Regions from separate parts of the Hordeum vulgare genome. Here all the other regions are linked to region 2. A link is a contact called in public Hi-C data. All regions are on one chromosome and are shown on one strand. Each heading gives the region's core, a stretch centred on a gene start, on an enhancer-like site or on the middle of the called end of the contact. The rest is flanking DNA. Distances are from core to core; before and after follow the strand shown. Region 1 has its middle 28 kb from the start of LOC123395372. Region 2 has its middle 12 kb from the start of LOC123398640. Region 3 has its middle 49 kb from the start of LOC123395372.

What was found. A called contact is a pair of places that touch in the nucleus more often than the background predicts.
Region 1: a Hi-C map of leaf shows a contact between it and region 2, with 7 times the contacts expected there. The contact joins two enhancer-like sites. A contact is called at or near these places in 2 of 6 Hi-C or Micro-C datasets (both in leaf).
Region 3: a contact with region 2 is called in a Hi-C map of leaf, with 6 times the contacts expected there. The contact joins two enhancer-like sites. A contact is called at or near these places in 1 of 6 Hi-C or Micro-C datasets (leaf) and 1 of 1 datasets of contacts at active chromatin or transcription factors (embryo).

The regions. Positions count from the first base shown.
Region 1 is chr5H:459,649,961-459,653,949 of MorexV3_pseudomolecules_assembly, reverse strand. No RefSeq gene overlaps it. Among protein-coding and RNA genes, the nearest start is that of LOC123395372, 28 kb to the right of the region's middle. Within about 2 kb of position 1,744, at least 3 of the 3 cell types and tissues checked have open chromatin away from gene starts, as enhancers often do. A contact at or near this core is called in leaf, where this site is marked.
Region 2 is chr5H:459,455,167-459,459,317 of MorexV3_pseudomolecules_assembly, reverse strand. No RefSeq gene overlaps it. Among protein-coding and RNA genes, the nearest start is that of LOC123398640, 12 kb to the right of the region's middle. Within about 2 kb of position 2,172, at least 3 of the 3 cell types and tissues checked have open chromatin away from gene starts, as enhancers often do. A contact at or near this core is called in leaf, where this site is marked.
Region 3 is chr5H:459,670,886-459,674,718 of MorexV3_pseudomolecules_assembly, reverse strand. No RefSeq gene overlaps it. Among protein-coding and RNA genes, the nearest start is that of LOC123395372, 49 kb to the right of the region's middle. Within about 2 kb of position 2,173, at least 1 of the 3 cell types and tissues checked has open chromatin away from gene starts, as enhancers often do. A contact at or near this core is called in leaf, where this site is marked.

The sequences.
Region 1 (3,989 bases), core at 495-2,994, 200 kb before region 2:
TTATTCCCTTGGTTCTTGTACTCACCAAGGTGAATTTCAGCTGTATATGAGTTCTTTTCTTTCCCTTGATATTTCTTCCGATCTTCTTCCATAAGAAGATGGTGCCTCAAGGTGCGCATGTTCAGAGTACGCTCAGTATGACAAAAAGAGATTTTAAATTGTTCCCATGTGTTTGGTAGTGAGTTTAAGGCCACCATCACCAAAACTTCCTCCAAAATCCTCTTCCAGCCTTCTCATTATTTTGTAAGTTGTTTTCTTTGACTCATATTCTCCAGCCAAAGAATCTGACATTGATCCAAGAATAAAAACTCTAGCTTTCTTATTATCTTTTGTCCAGTCCTTCATCTCTTCTACAAAATTTTCCTTTTCCTCATTGATTTCCTGTTTAGAGAAGTTTTCCTTGGCTTGGTCCGACGGCAGCCGACGAATAGCAACTGGGAAGCGACCGAGCGATTTCCAAGCAGCCAACTGGAGCGGAGGGTGAGGCTTGTTCCGTGACTGAATCACGTGGCGATGGATCACAGCAGGAGCAGCAGCGTGACGATGTTCCTCGCAACCAGCAGCACGCAAGACGGAGAGGTGCGTGCTCGTCGGGCGGTGGCGGACGATGGCTTGGGGAGGACGGACCGCAAAGCGAGAGGAGCAGCGCTGCAGCGGGTCGCCGGCAGGGTGCTGCAGCAGGTTGCCGATGGGCGCCGGGCGCGGCGGCTTGGGCGAGTGCGTGGAGGTGGAGTAGATCGATTGGATCTGATGGTTGGCTTCGGTTCAGAGCAAAAGAATCACGTATACTAGTACTAGTTGACTAGTACGACTCCTTCTCTGTTTTGGCTAGACAGAGATACGCAGCGGACTTAGAATCCAGATCGGAATTAACGACAATACATCATTAACCTCAATCGGCTGTGATACCAATGTTGGATTTACGGCCTACCCTCTGTTCCTCACCCTTATCCGTGGTGCCGCTCACAATGGTATTGAGGCCAGAGGATAGAGACCAATATATAGAATTATTCCGGTTTAGTTTAAACCGTGTGCAGATAAGTTTCCAGATAAAGAATCTGTTTAAACAAAGACTCCAGATTAGCACAACCAACCACGATCATTAGTAATCAAATAGGAGTCTTATATTTATCTGTAATAAGGTCTCATCACGCATGTTTGAGTCATGCGTCGGATTTGAATAAATTCCAATTCAAACCCGCAGGCTTTCAAACAATCCATATTGCCAAATTATGGACAACCTAGTCATTCCTATCATGCTGTACCCGGGATATATATAAACATAGTTTAATTTCCAGTATACATGTACTGTGCTTCCAGCATGTAGTACCGACTTCCTCGGACAAATTTCCATCCAAATTTCCATGTAAATTGTACATGTATATGATGCTTTTAATTCTACATCAAACAGGTTTCAGGAGATAAAAATAGCAGTAAAACAAATGTTGTAAGCCACACACATATACTGAATATTCCAACACTTATGACTTATAAGTTGGGACTTAAAAAAGTCATAGGACTTATAAAACAAAACAGGGCCTAAATAGCTGCATAATACAGGCGCCGGTCCGGTGCACAGCCAGCCTTCATGGCAGTTCACGTTCCAGGCAAGTAAAAAAGGAAAGCGTACGTGCGATCACGCGTGGAGACGTGACTCCGATTCGCAAGCCACCACCCAACCTCACCTCACCGGTCACCTACTTACGGTACGCGCGGGCCTCACATCACATGCCCTCACGTGCGCCGCGCGCCCGCTCGTGCTGACATTATGCTACTGTACTTACTTCCCCGCACGGCTGCGCTTGCCATCCCAGTTTTACCGCGAGTAATTAATTAATATTCGCCTCCCTAATCCAGCAGTGCTGGCGCAGCTGCTCGGTACTTGCGCGTGTAACTGTTAGGGAAGATGCATGCCTGCAAATGGCTGCTGCTCTGTCAGGGTCATAGTGAGGAGTATCATATACTTCCTCCGTCACGGTTTAAAAGGCATGCTTAAAAAATCTCTGAGACCAAGCATCGATTGGTTGTGAGATGTAACAGGTGCAGATGCTAATGCGTCTAATGAAGTGAGAAAATACTACTTCCTCCGTCACGGTTTAGAAGACACGCTTGAAAAATCTCTAGGACCAAGGTAGTCATCGATTGGTTGTGAGATGTACCCGATGTAAATGCTAATGCGCCTAATTAACTGAAAAAATATTAGTACTAATGCGTGAGCAGCAAATTGAGAAGGCGCATGCATGAGTAGTAATAGTACTAATTAATATGAGTAATTGCTTTCGCGCCTTAAACCTTGTCTATTTTGAAAACGCACACGAGTTTAACTGTGCCTTCTAAACCGTGACGGAGGGAGTAATAGTATCATGCATATGATACTATTGTATAATACTACCTTTGTAGTGCATAGTATCATAAACTAGTATCATAGATGTCTTTATTTATTGACATGCATGACACACAATAGCATAACATTTAACATGTTACGGTATCTACCTATGTTACTCTAATTTTTTTTAATTATCCACCACATCAGCATGTTTTCTATTTTTAAGTACATGATACTATCTTAGTTACTCCCAGACCAGCCTAAGTGCAGCGCAGTGCAGTGCAGATTTTTTTTACTGATGCCGGGAGCGGTTAGGTTTTGATCGAGAAGTGGGTTGCGTGCGGCTTACATTACCAGGAGGAGGAACATCCTTTGATCACGAGCGTACACACGCGCGCGCGCACACACACACGGCTTTGGTGTCAGTGTGCACTGAGTGTGTTCCAAGCAACTGGCATCATTAACTAATGTGGTCGCTGTTGAAATACAGTAGTAAGTATCAGACAAACTGTCCTTCCGGCTGATCTTTCCCGCCGTCACCGATTGATTATTTCCGACTTACAATCCTGGGGGCGGGTGAATACTGAATAGCCTCTGCAGTTTTCGTATGTGACTGACAGAGCTGCGTTTTTTCCAAGAGGGCCTGCCTCGTCACTGTAGAACGCAGGTGCACTTCTTTCCCCCTTATCTGAATCGGCACACTGTTGCTGCTAGCTAGCTATACGATCCCCTAAACAGTCATGCCATTTCGACATTTCCCACTATGCACGACGACATTGGCCTACAACAACCGAAAGGACGGTGCTAATCTCAAGATTCCAAGGGATCACCCCACCCCAACCATGAAGCGATCTACCCAATTCAGCCGTCTACTCAAGAAAAAGAGTTCACACTTGTACCACCACATGCTGACAAAACCACACCATCTCCAACTTGTTGCCGTGCTTTGCCACTTCATCCTCTCGTTCTCACTCATATTCTGACAGCGCCAAGTCGAGGTCGACGACAAGCAGAGGGAGAAACCCAAGGCGGTGGGACGCCGATATTCCAAAGAAGCTCATGTAGCCAACCGCAACAAGTATTCCCGGAGTTGTCGCCGCGCTGGTGATGTGCGTGCCGGTGTGTGTGACTCGCATTTCGCAAAAAAGGGCGCGACGGCCGGCTAAGATTCGGACGTCGCTTCAACCAGATGGCTAAGATTTCACTGTCACGTCGCCTTTGCGCGGTGTCCGGTTAGACCGTGGTCGCTGCGCGGCATCAAATGCTGTTCTGCCTGTGGTTCCGCGTCCAAAGGGACGACAAGATTGTGCCCGACGTCGAAACGACTGCGGGCGTGCTCAACCAGGTCGCCCCCCGCCGATGCGACGCCATGCGACAGGTGAGGTGAGCTGCTAGCTACCATCTCAGCTCACGCAGAAAGTTACCACCATGCTTCAAACTTTCACAGCGCCTCCAGTGATTTTCAGAGGAAGTCACGGGTGACTGTGGAACGAAGAACGATATGATCTGGCACCGAAGCGGCGGCGTTTTCCAAAGAAAAACTGCGAGCAAACTTCAATCGATCTCGTTTGTCCGGAACTGTTTTATCGAGATGGCACGTACGCGGTGCCGTACGTAGAGGGCGTACCAAACAGAGCCTAAACAGTGTGGCGGACAGCGGCCT
Region 2 (4,151 bases), core at 923-3,422:
TTCATCATGGACTTTTTTTTAGCAACACCACGGACAAGTTAGGGACGTGGTCGCGCGTTAGATGCATCAATACTAGGCCGACACAGACCAAATATGGGCGTCCAACATTGTACTTAAAACGGATCAGATTCGAATTAAACGGACGCCTGTTTGGGGTCCAAGTTCGTATAAGAAAATCGGACGTACGGTGGGTGAACGATTAGCAGCGCTCCACACACAGTGACTGAAGCATGTCCCGGTTTACTCCTGCAGCTTTGTCGCCTCGCCGTCAGTTAGTCAAGTCGAACATTATTTCTCTTGACGTAGTAGGCTAGTAGGAGTACTAGCTTAGCTGTTCGCATGAAACACGGAATGTCCAGTTCAGGCAACAATCCAGTGAAAATCTTGTGAAGATCCTGCAGCGTATTGGACGACTTTTTTTGTTTTTTGAGGAAAGCGTACTGGACTACTGGTGCTGCCGGACAGTAGCAGGCTGCCTAGCCATTGAGGTTTTTTTTTTTCTAGGGAGCTAGTTGCCTGCCACTTTCATGTTTTTTTTTGAGTAACCATGTTTTTTCTTTTGAAAGGGCCACTTTCATGTTTCATCATTCGTGTCGTGCTAGATTTTGTTTTCAAGGAGTAGTGGACCGAGACAGGCCAGACTGGCTATACAATTTGTTCTTTGAGAAAGAAAAAATTAGATTATACTAGACCCCGGTCTAGTTTAGTTCATACATCATGTTAATAACGGAGACCTCCTCGGGTGCCCCTATGTCTTGCATTCAACAGGAAACCCTCACTAAAGGGTGTCGCGAGTTCGGTCGATCCAGGCACGCGGGAATCAATAGCCTTGTTTTATGTTTTTTATGTTTTTTCTTTTTTTACTTTGGTTTATACTTTAAAATATATTAAATAAACACATTGAAAAAATCACCCTACATAAGACAATTGAAATTTTTTTATCAAGCTTTAAATAATGTAAAAAGTGTATAGAGAGAATGTTTATCATGAACACTAAAAATGTATACAATAAAGTAAAATGTGTATAAAAATAATTGATCATGTATTGAAACAAAGTTAATCAAGCATTTGAAAAAAGGTTGAACAAGTGTTTTCAAAATGTTAAGCAAGCATTTAGAAAATGAGAAATGTGCACAAAAAAAATGGCCGTGTACATAAAAATGGTAATCAATCATTTAAAAAATATTGAGAAAGTACTTGAAAAATGTTAAATGTCCATAGAAAAATGTTGACCATGTATAAAAAATCATGAAAAAATTGATCACATAAAAAAACTAATCAATAATTTCGGAAAAATGTGGAAAAGGTATTTCAAAAATACTAATCAAGCATTTGAATTTTGTATGTGTTTAGAAACAATGATAACCATGTGTCGAAAAATTAATATTGCATCTATAAAGTATCATTCAAGCATTTCAAAAATGCTAAATGTGCATAGGAAAATTGTTGATCTTGTATCTGAAAAATGTAAATCCTGCATTTGAAAAAGTTAAAAAGTGTGTATAGGAACAATGTTTACCATTTATTCAGCAAATGTTAACCTTGTGTTATAATAATGTCAATGAAGCATTTGAAAAATGTTTACAATGTGTATAGAAACAATGTTGACCATGAATTAAAAAATGTTAAATTTGTATTTGATTTTTTCTAAAGGTATTAGAAAATTTTGTTGACATATAAAAAGTAGAATGAAAACCAAAATAAACAAAGAAAGCCGAAAAAATTAAAATCGAAAAAGAAACGAAATGAACCAAGGAAAAAAAGAAATCAAAAAAGTAAGAAACAAATGCAAAACTGAATGAAAAACCCGGAGAAGGAACAAAATAAAACGGAAAAATAAAGAAATAAATAAAAGCAAAGTAACACAACTTTTAAAAAAATAAAAAAGAGAAAAACAATGGGAAAAACCCGAAAAAAACCTAGGAAAAAAGCGGAAGAAACCGTGGAAAACCCGTCCCATCAGAAAGTTAAGGCAAGCCCAGTAGCTAGCCACGCTTGCCCTTAATGTGGAGACCCGGATCTAATCCCCTGTGCGCTCCCTTTTCTCCTATCTTTTTCCATTATTAACTATGCGCAAATGGGCCGACCCCTTCAGCGAGACATCCTATCATCTCGCTTGATGTGAGATATAGTCGCCGGGTACCTCCTCTTCGGCACTCTTAGCGGTGGTTACTGGTTAGCATTGCTAGAGCTCATAGGCAACTCGTAGCGGGCCAGCCCATTGACTTGCTCTAGAAAACGAAATCTAATCACTAGCTAAAAAAATCAATCTCGCCAATTATCAATTAGGGAAGTAGCAGGATTGGAACCGGACACGACAATATAGATGGTCGTAGCCAATAACCACTAGGTCGTGCTCATTTAGTTGTCCACTATCAGGAAACAGTACCATTTGACCCGTGCTTCAGTTAACATATACAATCATATACCCAACATAATTTATTTAAAGCTAGAGCATAAATAAAAAAATGTATTTCTAAAAACTATTGTAAACAAATACTAATTTAAAAAAAGGCCACCAATTTGAAAAAAAGGTTATAGAAATTGAAAAAATCTCATGGAAATGAAAAATGCTCGTGAATTTGAGAAAAGTTCATGCATTAGGAAAAATCATGAACATGACAAAAGTTCAGGAATTTTGAAAAAAATCATGAAATTCTTAATAATTGCATGAAATTTGGTGTAAGTTAGCGAATTTGAAAAATATCACGGACAAAATAGTTTACGCACTTGAAAAAAGCTCATCAATTTAAAAAAAAAAAGTTCGATGATTTGAAGAAAAGTTTGCAAATTTGTAACCAAAGTTCATCTATTTTTGAAGAAAGTTCATTGATTTTGAAAAATATTCATAAATTTAGAAAAAAATGTTCATGAACCTAAAGTAAGTCCACACACCAAAAAAACTGAGTGAAAACGAAAGAAATTCAGCCAAAGAAAAACCAGAGTCACCTTTTTAGTGTTACGAGGTGACATATAACAAAGAAGGAAAAACATATGTCAGCCATGGAAGGATGTGTCCCAAGTGGTTATCCCGGTTAGTTATGAAGTGTGAGTTCATTGAATCCCACATATTGCCACTTGTTGAAGTTCTGAGGAAATGAGAAAAACAATGTAAGTCCCCTGTGGTTTGGAGAAATCCCATTGGTTTGGAGAAATTTTGTAGGATTTCTATCTTTTTTTTTCTTTAGAGCCCTTTGGTTTATAGGAATGAAATACTACTCCTGTGGAGGAATTCTTCCTACCCTCCACAATTTATATAAAAATAAAAATTAGCATAGATTTAATAAAAAAACTATGGTGTGGATTAAAGGGCATCTCCTTCACTATTCCTATTCATAGGATTTAAGATACATATAATCTTATTTCTTATGACTTTTCTATTCCTCTAAGTTTCCTACCCTATGAACTAAAGGAAATCTAAATGGTCCAAGCCCATGTTGGTGGAGTGCGTGCACCCGTTTCTAGAATAGGTTCTATCTGCGCTCAAGGTTCCCCGCATTTTTTTATGAATGTGCCATCAGCATACATTAAAAATTATTTATTATGTGTTAAAAAGTTTAATTGCATGTTTGGAAATGTTCAAAATTATTCATTGCCTGCTTATAAACTGACATGCTCTAATAGAATGTTTTTCTTTGAAAGAAAAGGAAAGTTAGGGAGTAAATGAACCAGACATGGCCTAGCACACAAAGAATGAAAACCAAAAGAGTAACAACCAACGGTAAAACGACAAAGAAAACCATGGTAAATAAAGAACAAAACAACTGAAAGAAAAAACGGCATCCTCGCACTAGGCCGGTCCATTTAGCCGTAAATGCTAGGTCTTGCTTAGCGCGAGAACATAGCTAGAGTCCCCTCAATCATTCAAATGGGCCAGCCCATTAATTGTGATAGAAGTTGTTTTGGGAACTTTACAAGGATCGGTGCGTCGAACCTTCCGTCCGGTTTTCAGTTTTCACCGATTTCGGGAAGGTTACACATGTTTTTTTTCCTTTCTTTGTTTTCCCGACTGGGTTTTTACTTTCTGTTTTCCGTTTCTTTCATCTTTCAAAATATACGTTGACTTTGTTTAACAAGCCTTGAACATTTTTTAAATACGTGTTCCAGTTTTTTTAAATACATGTTCAACATTTATCCAAATACATGTTAGT
Region 3 (3,833 bases), core at 924-3,423, 220 kb before region 2:
CTATCTATGATATTTTCATTATAGGCAGCTTTATATGAGTCGTATACAGTCTATTATTATTGGTTTACAAAGTCGGCTCCTTATCTACGCTATTATCATGAGAGCTATATCTCCCTTAATGTAAGATATCCGATCCCCTCATCTAAAGCGTGGCGCGAGTAGGCCGGTGTAGCAATGTAGCATTTTCTATGATTTGGTTTCACTATTTTGGGTCGGGTTTTCCTGTTCTTTATTGTTTTATTTTTGTTTTTTATTGGAATTTTCACTTCTTCGATGGTATTCTTCTATTTTCCATTTTTTTCCTTCCTTATACTTCAGTTTTCTTTCTTTTTCATGGGTTCACTTTTGTATTTCCTTTGTTAAAAAATTCTAATTTTTTGCTTTATTTCTGGTTTTCTCTGTCGGTTTTCATTCAATATATTTATTTTCGGGTTTCTTTGTTTCATCTTTTTTTTCATTGGTTTTTTATATTTTCATTGTGCATCATCCTTTTTTTTCTATCATCATTTTTAATGGGTTTTCCCTCTCTTTTTTCGTTGTTTCTTTCTCGTTTTAAACTATTTCCTTTTTATTTTTTATTTGTTTCTTTGCTTTATTTTTGGGTTTTTATCGGTTTTCTTCATCCCCTTTCTAAGTTTTGTATGGGTCAAGAACATTTTGTATATACATGTTTAACATCTCTCATATACATCATTAAAAAAATTTCTAAAACTTAATTTGTTTTGATGTATACCTTTTCTCATACAAATTATATAATTTTCTTATACATAAAAATAATTTTTATATGCATGTTGACATTTTCGAAATACATGATTAACATTCTTTTAGATTATACTAGCAAAAGGGCCCGTGCGTTGCAACGGGATAAAAAAATACCACATGCTTTTAATCTTTTTATAATCATTTTAATTTATTAAAATAATAAGCTAACTAACTAATGTAGTCAGTCCTATCCTATTTTGTTGAGAAATCAACCCGTTCATTGTTAATTCCACCATAATGAGAAATTGAGCGGGACAAGCAAAGCAAAACAAAGAGGCTACGTGAATTGATCAATGGACTGTTATCTTATTTCACTTATGGGGTAGAGAATGTGGGATCAGATGACAAACTGAAGGTGATGTTTCATTCTCTCTCTACAACAATGCAATCTCACATTCAATACATTCATTCATCAGCAAAAAAATTCACACAAAACAAAATTTCTTGTCGGTGCTTGACACATGGTTGGAGGCATGGGGAGGGGATCTCACCAGATGATGAGTTCCTCCGGAGGAGGGGATACGATGAGGGGAGCAAGGGTTAGTCGCCTCTATCTGGCCATAAGGAGTCGCCATTGCCGCGCCATAACCTCGGAGTTTCCCATGTGAGCCTTGGAGGCCCGCCTCCACCTGCAAGTATTTCGCTCCGCCGCGCCTTATCCGCACGCCGCCGCCATTCTGCATCGAGCGGACGCATCATCCCAAGTCGCTGTAGCCGTCGCATTGATTTGATCTAGAAGCTGTGCTCGAGCGCCGAAACGGTAGTGATGATTGAGGTACGACCGCGGAGGCGGGTGGGTTGAGATCGACAGCAGTGATGATTGAGGTCAGCCGCGGCGGCGAGTGGTGTGGCAGCGGCCTGGGCATAGGCCAGGGTGGACCAGGGTCGACGCGATGCGCTCGAGCGCCGCAACGGGGGCAGTGAGCGGGGAGAGGTACAGCCGCGGAGGCGGGTGGCTTGAGATCGACAGCGGTGGCGGTTGAGGTCGGCCACGGCGGCGAGTGGTGTGGCGGCTGCCTGGGCACATGCCAGGGTGGCCCAGGGTCGACGGGAGGAGGCGATGCGTACGGGTATAATTTTTGCAGCGAATTATTTTTTTCTTTTACGTTGCAGATAAATGATGGAGCGCGGGTTGAATAACAAAAACTACATGGGCTTTTTTATAAAATGCCCTGGTGGGTTTTTCCGACGGAAGCAATAGCCGCTTTATTATTAGGTATAGATATAGATTGTTTTGATGTGTATTTTTTTCAAAATTATACATTAGAAACATTTCTCACATAAATGGTAAATATTTTAAAAATACATGGTAACCGTTGCGTCTTCTACGCTCAACACCACAATAACCGTTCAACAAGTGCTGAAAAGGATTTGGAGTTAGCTCAATTAACTAGGCACGTCTATGTCTTGCTGCAGGCGAACTATAAGTTTGTTCGCCTCAAGGGCATCCTAGAGTGGGTCGGTCCAATGTCATATTTAAGTGTGTCTGTGTATTTAATGAGGCTTGCTTTCCGGGTTTTTTTCTCCTTAATTTTAGCTGTATCCCTAAAATGCATGAAATTTTAGTTTATTTAACTTTTAGGAGAAGGTTCACCGCATATTATAAAAATGTTCGAGGAGTGTTAAATTGTGTTCTTGCGGATTTAGATGTTGGTACATTTCAAAAGAATGTGTGTGACATTTCAAAAATTGGGCACAAATTCTAAAATATGTTCATGGGTCTTAAATCAAACAATGTTTAAAAAAAATCTTGATGTATGAAAATATATTCAAGACATTTAAAATATGTTCACAACACTAAAATAATATTCATAAAGCTTTCAAAAATGTTTAATGTGTGCTTAAAAATGGTTAACATGTATCTAAATAATATGTAATGTACATTTTATAAATGTTCAATGTGTATTTTCATAAATGTTCAACACATATTGGAAAAATGTACATTGTGTATTCAGAAAGAGTCAACATATATATGAAAATACGTTACATCACGTAGTTTTAAGAACAAATAGCTCATCAAATGTTAAAAAAATGTTGTTATCCTGATTGAAAAATATTTGTAACAATAACATATCAAATCTGCTTGTGCCACTTAAAAAATGTTTCATTAAACTGTTCATGGCATTTTTAAAATATTTTCAAACATATGCTTCAAAAAATGTTGTTCTACTTTGTATAGGAAAAATATTCGCTGTGTAATGAAGAAATAAAAAATGAATAAGAAAAAGAACAAAAACTAACATAGAAATTAAAAGAAACCCCAAAACTATATTTTTTATGAAAACGCGCAAAAAAAAGTGAAGGTGTTAAATATATCCTCTACAATTTTGTAGAACCTTTAAAATACACTCTATTGAGCCGTCTTACTAAGGCAAGCACATAGCCACACGCGAGAGGCGAGACGACGGTCCATCTCACAATAAGCAAGATACCATTTGACAATTAGGTTGTGTGACTCTAGGCATAAGTCAAACAAAGCCCAACAAGTTGCATAACCATGCCTCAGTTTATGCGCAAGATAGGTCCACAAGAAGTTCAAACAAACAATGTATGCCTAATAGGTCAAGATGCTTATCCAATCAAGATCATTTATGGGTTGCTTCTTTTTTTTTTTTGCATCGGTCCTTATCTCACCTACTGCAAGGTATAGTGCATGATCGCCCATACGCCCGTCTCACATAACTAGCCCCAAAGGTTGTGCTATTTTTTTTCTTGTTATTTATAAATAGTTTTTTTTGCGTTTGAATTAGAGAGCTTTATTCAACAAAAGAGCTCCAGGCATCATCAACCAATAAGCTGGTGAGCAGGAAACAGGGTTTTGAGTTAGTCCAACTATCAGTGACCGTTAGCGTGGAAGCAAATTTAGCACAAAGATGGGCCGGTACATTGGATGACCGGTTTACATGTTGAATGTCAAAGGAAGAAAAAGATGAAACTAGCTCTCCAATCTCTAACAGTAATGGTACCACCACAGATAAGATATAGTGACGAGTTTTCCAGAGATTTACAATCTCCAAGCAATCGGTTTCCATGGTCACACGTGAGAATCCACGCAGTTTAGCAAAGATCAC